2 separate regions of the Mus musculus genome follow, and region 2 is linked to region 1. A link is a contact called in public Hi-C data. All regions are on one chromosome and are shown on one strand. Each heading gives the region's core, a stretch centred on a gene start, on an enhancer-like site or on the middle of the called end of the contact. The rest is flanking DNA. Distances are from core to core; before and after follow the strand shown. Region 1 has its middle 7.8 kb from the start of Gm35700. Region 2 has its middle 24 kb from the start of Eps8l3.

What was found. A called contact is a pair of places that touch in the nucleus more often than the background predicts.
Region 2: a contact with region 1 is called in a Hi-C map of the Ba/F3 cell line, with 3 times the contacts expected there. The contact joins two enhancer-like sites. A contact is called at or near these places in 3 of 484 Hi-C or Micro-C datasets (the Ba/F3 cell line, embryonic stem cells and palatal mesenchyme).

What each region holds. Positions count from the first base shown.
Region 1 is chr3:107,355,724-107,358,423 of GRCm38.p6, reverse strand. No RefSeq gene overlaps it. Among named protein-coding and RNA genes, the nearest start is that of Gm35700, 7.8 kb to the left of the region's middle. Within about 2 kb of position 1,328, at least 96 of the 459 cell types and tissues checked have an H3K27ac peak or open chromatin away from gene starts, as enhancers often do. A contact at or near this core is called in the Ba/F3 cell line, where this site is marked.
Region 2 is chr3:107,851,623-107,854,322 of GRCm38.p6, reverse strand. No RefSeq gene overlaps it. Among named protein-coding and RNA genes, the nearest start is that of Eps8l3, 24 kb to the left of the region's middle. Within about 2 kb of position 1,377, at least 72 of the 459 cell types and tissues checked have an H3K27ac peak or open chromatin away from gene starts, as enhancers often do. A contact at or near this core is called in the Ba/F3 cell line, where this site is marked.

The sequences.
Region 1 (2,700 bases), core at 79-2,578:
AATAGCCTCGTGGGTGTCCCTCCTCCCTGTCCAGCACAAGAGGTACCTGTCACAGATATGATTCTGGTACATGGTGTGCCACTAAGAAGGACAGAGGGGAGGAGACTCAACAACACTTTCACACACTGGAGAGTTCTTCCACTTCATCTTTATGACAGTCTCACCAGCTTACAGAGGAGAAAAACGAGGTTGGAAATGGCCGACTCAAGGTTTCATAACCTCTGGTTGGCAAGACTAAGAGAAAGAGCTAATCTGACTCCAAGTCTGTCCTCTAACCATTAAGAAATATGATCTGGCATTCACCTAGCCACATCCGTCCACTTAGCCCTCCCCCTCACCTCCAAATGGAAGTTTCCTCCCAGACCAAAGAGGGCTCTGAGCTTTGGTAAACTCTCTTGAGGCAACCTGCCCCACCCATCAGTGCTCTGCATGGGTCTGGCCTCCCCTTTACTCTAAAACACAGCTTGAGGTGAGCCTGCTACTTAATTGTTTGATGGAAGAACTTCCTTGCCCCGACCCTGAGCTATCCCACATGTAGCTGTACATCACTGTGAGGCAGGAGGACCCTAAGTTCCAGGCCAGCCTGGAGTCTGGAGTGAGAATTTATCTAAAAAAAAAAAAAAAAGCCAAGTACTGCAGCAAGCTATTTCAAGCAAAATAAACCAAACACCCCCCCAACACAGACACAGACACACACACACAGACACACACAGACACACAGACACACACAGACACAGACCACACACACAGACACACACACACAGACACACACACACACACACAGACACACACACACACACACACACACAGACACACACACACACACACACACACACGATCTCATCCTTCCCTCTACAAGCAACGGTGACTTCTGCAAGCCCAGAGGCATGAGTGCTCTTGGCAAGGTGGTGTTCGAGGCCTCACAGTTTCTGTGTTGAGTCCCAGTGTGTCCACCCCTGTCAATGTTGCCATTTGGCAGGACCAAGTGACCTAGTTTCTCCCCACACCCCTCCCCCCGCCCCCCTCCCCGCCAGAAGCTAGGCTGCAGGCTGTGCAGAGTTTGGCATCTGCGGGTCTTTTCTGCCCTCTGCTGGTCGCTAGGCAGGAGGCTCGCCAGGGCTAGCAATCCCACGTGGGTCTACTGCGGGGAACTGACTCGCAGGCCTATAAATGTTTGCTGAGTTAACTGAGTAAGAGGATTGTGTACCGTTCTAGGCTCTGGGGCCTAAGGAGGCCAGAGTCAGGACTGCTGCTCTGCAAACTCGTTACATTCAGCCAAACCAGGGCCCAATTCCCCAGTTGCTTTCCTTCTTTTTGCTTCCCCACAGGCTCCTCCTCTTCCCTCCCTCAAGGACTGTTGCCTGGCTAGGGAGAACTGAGTCAGCAAAGCCAAGTCAGTAAGTTGCCCCACCACCTGTTGCGTTACCTCTGACCAGTCCCTTAAAGCCATCTGAAGTCCCTCCTTGATTATCTCGTTTCCTCTCCGAGTCGTTGCTTCTGTTTTCTTGTGGCATCTTCAGAACACTCTTTTTACTTGCTACTGAATCTGTTCCTGACACATCTACTGGAAGTCCTGGCTCTGTCCCAGGTCATCACTCAGAAGTTTGATCTGTCTGCCCTCCTGGTGGCCTTTCAGAGCCTTCACTAGCAACTACATCTCTGAGACTTCCGTTTCCCTAAACACAAGCAGAAAGCCCACTCAGAGCCCTCTACTTTTGAGAGATTTGTCTTGATAAAGACATCTTAAAAACCAAAAAGTCTAGAAGACTCACAAAAGGACCACCTAGTGCTGACGGTTTTATAGGTCATGACAGCCTGCCACAGCAGCCCTCTGAGTAGTATGGTAAAAGAATTGGAGAGGCTTTTAATTTCTATGTATACTGTGTTTTCTATTTAAAATGTACGTACGGAGCTCTTTCATGTGCTGTATATCAGGGAATGAAATTTGTTATTTTGTTTTTAAACTAAATTTAAGGATGAGGAAAGTGGGGCCACAGAGAAGAAAATATTTCTCTGGTGATTATACAGGAAGAAAAAAACAATGATGCTCACACCCAACCTTCCAATCCCCAAACCTTGGGTGTTCATTCCAAGAACACTGCTGGCTCTGCATCTTGAAAAACGTGAAAGAACAGAAACCAAAACCTAAGTAAAGCAGAGAAAAAGAATCAAGCAGTCATGTGCTGTGTTTAACGTATTCAAACAACCGCATAAAGGATGGGCTATTCTTCCCACCTGACTTTCCACAGTTAGTATTCAAAACTACACTTAAGAGGCTGGGCCCACTCAGTAAAGCGCTTGTGGTGCAAACATGAGAATCTGAGCTGGGAACCCCAGAACCCTGGTAAAAGTCAGTCAAACCTGGCAGTAATAAGCTTAGTGTGGGGTGGGTGAGATGGGTGGAGATGGGCGGATCCCTGATTGTTAGCCAGGTACCATTTCCTGTCTGTTGTTAATGTTAAGTAACTGACTAGAAGCAATCTAAGGAAAGACTGTTTCATCTAGTTTACCCTTCCTAGTCACAGGACAACATAGAGGAAAGTCAAAGCAGGAACCTGAAAGTGAATTTTTTTCTTTTTCTTTTTTTTTTTTTTGTAGTGTTACATCTCAGTCCAGCAGGAACCATTGGACGATGATGCTCACTAGTTTGCTAGCTCACAGGCTAGTGCCTAGTTACATTTCTGTCTGTCTGTCTGTCTG
Region 2 (2,700 bases), core at 128-2,627, 500 kb before region 1:
GACATTGAGGCTGACCATCAAGAGATCTGGGAGTGGAAGATATGGCATCGCTGTAGGGATGATCGTGTTGTAGGGTGTAGAAAGGAGATGGAGCCCCACCTCAGCATGAGGGATAAAAAGGGACCAAAGCTCTAATGTGGTCTGCAGGGATAAAGCAGGAGCCCCAGCAAGCGCAGCACTGGAGGAATAGCCACAGATGGTCCTGGACCGTCTTGAGCAATAGCCCTGGGAGTAGCTGAGAAAATAGCCTCTGTCGTTGTCCTTGGCCGCCTCTGCAAGGTCCCCATGGCTATGTTATACACGGGTTGGTACAGGGCCCACTTCCTCTTCTGACCACGTGTGACTCCCTCAGTAAGGTCTTCATTCCAGTTCTTAAGCAGAGGTACCAAAGCTGGGCTCTCCACACAGACCTAGGGATTGTTGAACAGTCAAAGAGAGAAACAGCTTTGAGAAGACGGTGCGTTCTTCCAAGTACATGGATGCCTCTTGACTTACAACGGGTCTGGTTTCCAGTAAGTTTATCGTACATTGAGAGTGTCATTGAAGATGCAGTTCATATACCCAGCCTCCCCAAAACCATGGCTTAGCAACTCAGTACACTGTAGGGTCTCATTGTTGCTTGCCACCATCACATGGTTCACTAGGAGCTGTGGCTGCCTGTCACTTCCCAGCCTCACCAGAGAGGGCCAGATTACATATCCATAGTCACGGGAAAAGACCCACATTCAAAGTGTGTTTTCTGTTGTATTGTGTGCATTGCTTTCATAGCACTAAGCTAGACAGCCACTGTAAGTTTGGAACCGTCTGTAGTCGATTGGATAGTTTATAATTAAATTACGAGTCAAAAATATCCACTTCTGAGATGCCTGTTTCTTCTCACGGTTGCCAAGACAACTGGTCCTGTTTAGAGCATACTGTGTACCAGGTACTTCAAAAGTCTCTGTCACTCTTTAATGTTCAGGATGTGGGTGCTTTTTGGTCACCATTTTAAAGGTGACAAAACCGAAACAAAGAAAGCACCTTTCCCAAAGTCAGGCACAGAACCAGCAAAGCTGGAAAAGGAACCGCCAGCCACATCTCCCTACCCCAAAGGCCTTCAGCAACAGAGTCTGCACTTTTGCAGCATCCAGAGTACACACATGCAGAGCCCAGGACCCAGGCTTCCAAGGAGGAGTTCTCCAGGCCTCCATCAGGTACCCTTCTCATATCCCATAGCAGTGTGGACACCAGGGCAGCAAAGGGGCGGGGCAACCACAGCCCACGAACCCTAGGGGCTCGTGAGTTTCCACTGCCCACCAGCAGGTTTCACAAGCCTTCTGACGTTGACAGGGTGTCCTAAATGGGGAGAGCAGGAAGCTCAGAGCCCTGTGGTCTGCCGGCATTGCTCAGAGTTTCCTGGGCTGAGTCTTTCCGTGGGGCCTCCACGGGGCTCTGCCAGTACCCCCATCCTGAGGCTTTGTGGGTCTCATCTGGCTCTGAGAGATATATTCCCCTGTCTCCAAGTCAGAGGGCTCTGCATCTGGGTGCTAATCCTCAGAGGCCCCTGAATCTGCCAGTGGTCGTAAGGTGGCTGATAGTTTATAGGGACCAGTTCTACCAGGTGGAGCGGGGACTTTCAGTCAATAGACCTGAGTCCTTCAGATTCAATGCTACTGGCATTGTAGTCACAGGCAGGGGTCTTATCGCCCAAACTCCTGCCTTCATCCACTTTCCAAGAGGTGCAGAACACTCAGCAACAGAAAAGTGCCTCAAGGACTGGTAGGTCTGGCAGAACCCTGGCCTGCCCCACAACCTGCCTGTCTTCCTTCTGAAAACTTCTCAGAGGCTGGGTTTCTAGGTCTCTGCAGAAGAGAGGAAAGACATGCTAGGGGAAGATAGTACCAGAGGCAAGCCGGGGGTGGGGGTGGGGGGGGAGAGGATAACGGGATCAATCTGGATCTGCACTGGGCTCTCATATTAATTCATTTCTAGGAGGGAGGGATCCTTACCCTATTTTATAGATGAGGTCCAGAGCACTAAACACATTGCTCAGTGTTACAGAGCTGGAAAATGGGAACATAGGCAATCTGGAATGAGGATAAATGGAGACAGGGGTGGTGACACTGGAAAGGATGGGAGAGTTACCAAAGGCTGGACACATCCATCCTGCTTACTGCTGCAGGGCAGTGTCCGGCGCAGGGCTTGGAATACAACGGAGACTCTACACACACGCTTCTGAGGTGTTGACCCATTGCTGATCTGGAGACACACTACACTTAGAAAGGGATGCTCGAGTTGTGGGACTGGAGGTCAGAGTGGGACCCCACACTGCTGTCCTCAGGCAGCCAGGCTCTTTTCCCAGTGAGACTGCCGACTCCACACAGACAAGACCCAGCGGAAAGTCAGGGCTGTGCTATTTGTTCATTTTTGTGTTTTTGGTTATGTGTGTGGTGTGTATGGTGTATTGTGTGTGTTCATGTGAAAGGGGTTGCACACACACATGTACACACCTGTGGGTGGAGGCCAGATGTCTATGCCTGTCTTCCTCTACACTCTCAGTCTCTCACTGGACCAGATGGTCACTGACTTGGCGGGACCAGCTGACCAGCGAGCTCTAGGGCTTCTCCTGTCTCTAAACGCCTCAGTTCTGGGACTACAGGCAGATGCCTTTGCGTTTGTTACCTGGATGTTGGGAACTCAAACTCTGATCCTCACGCTTGT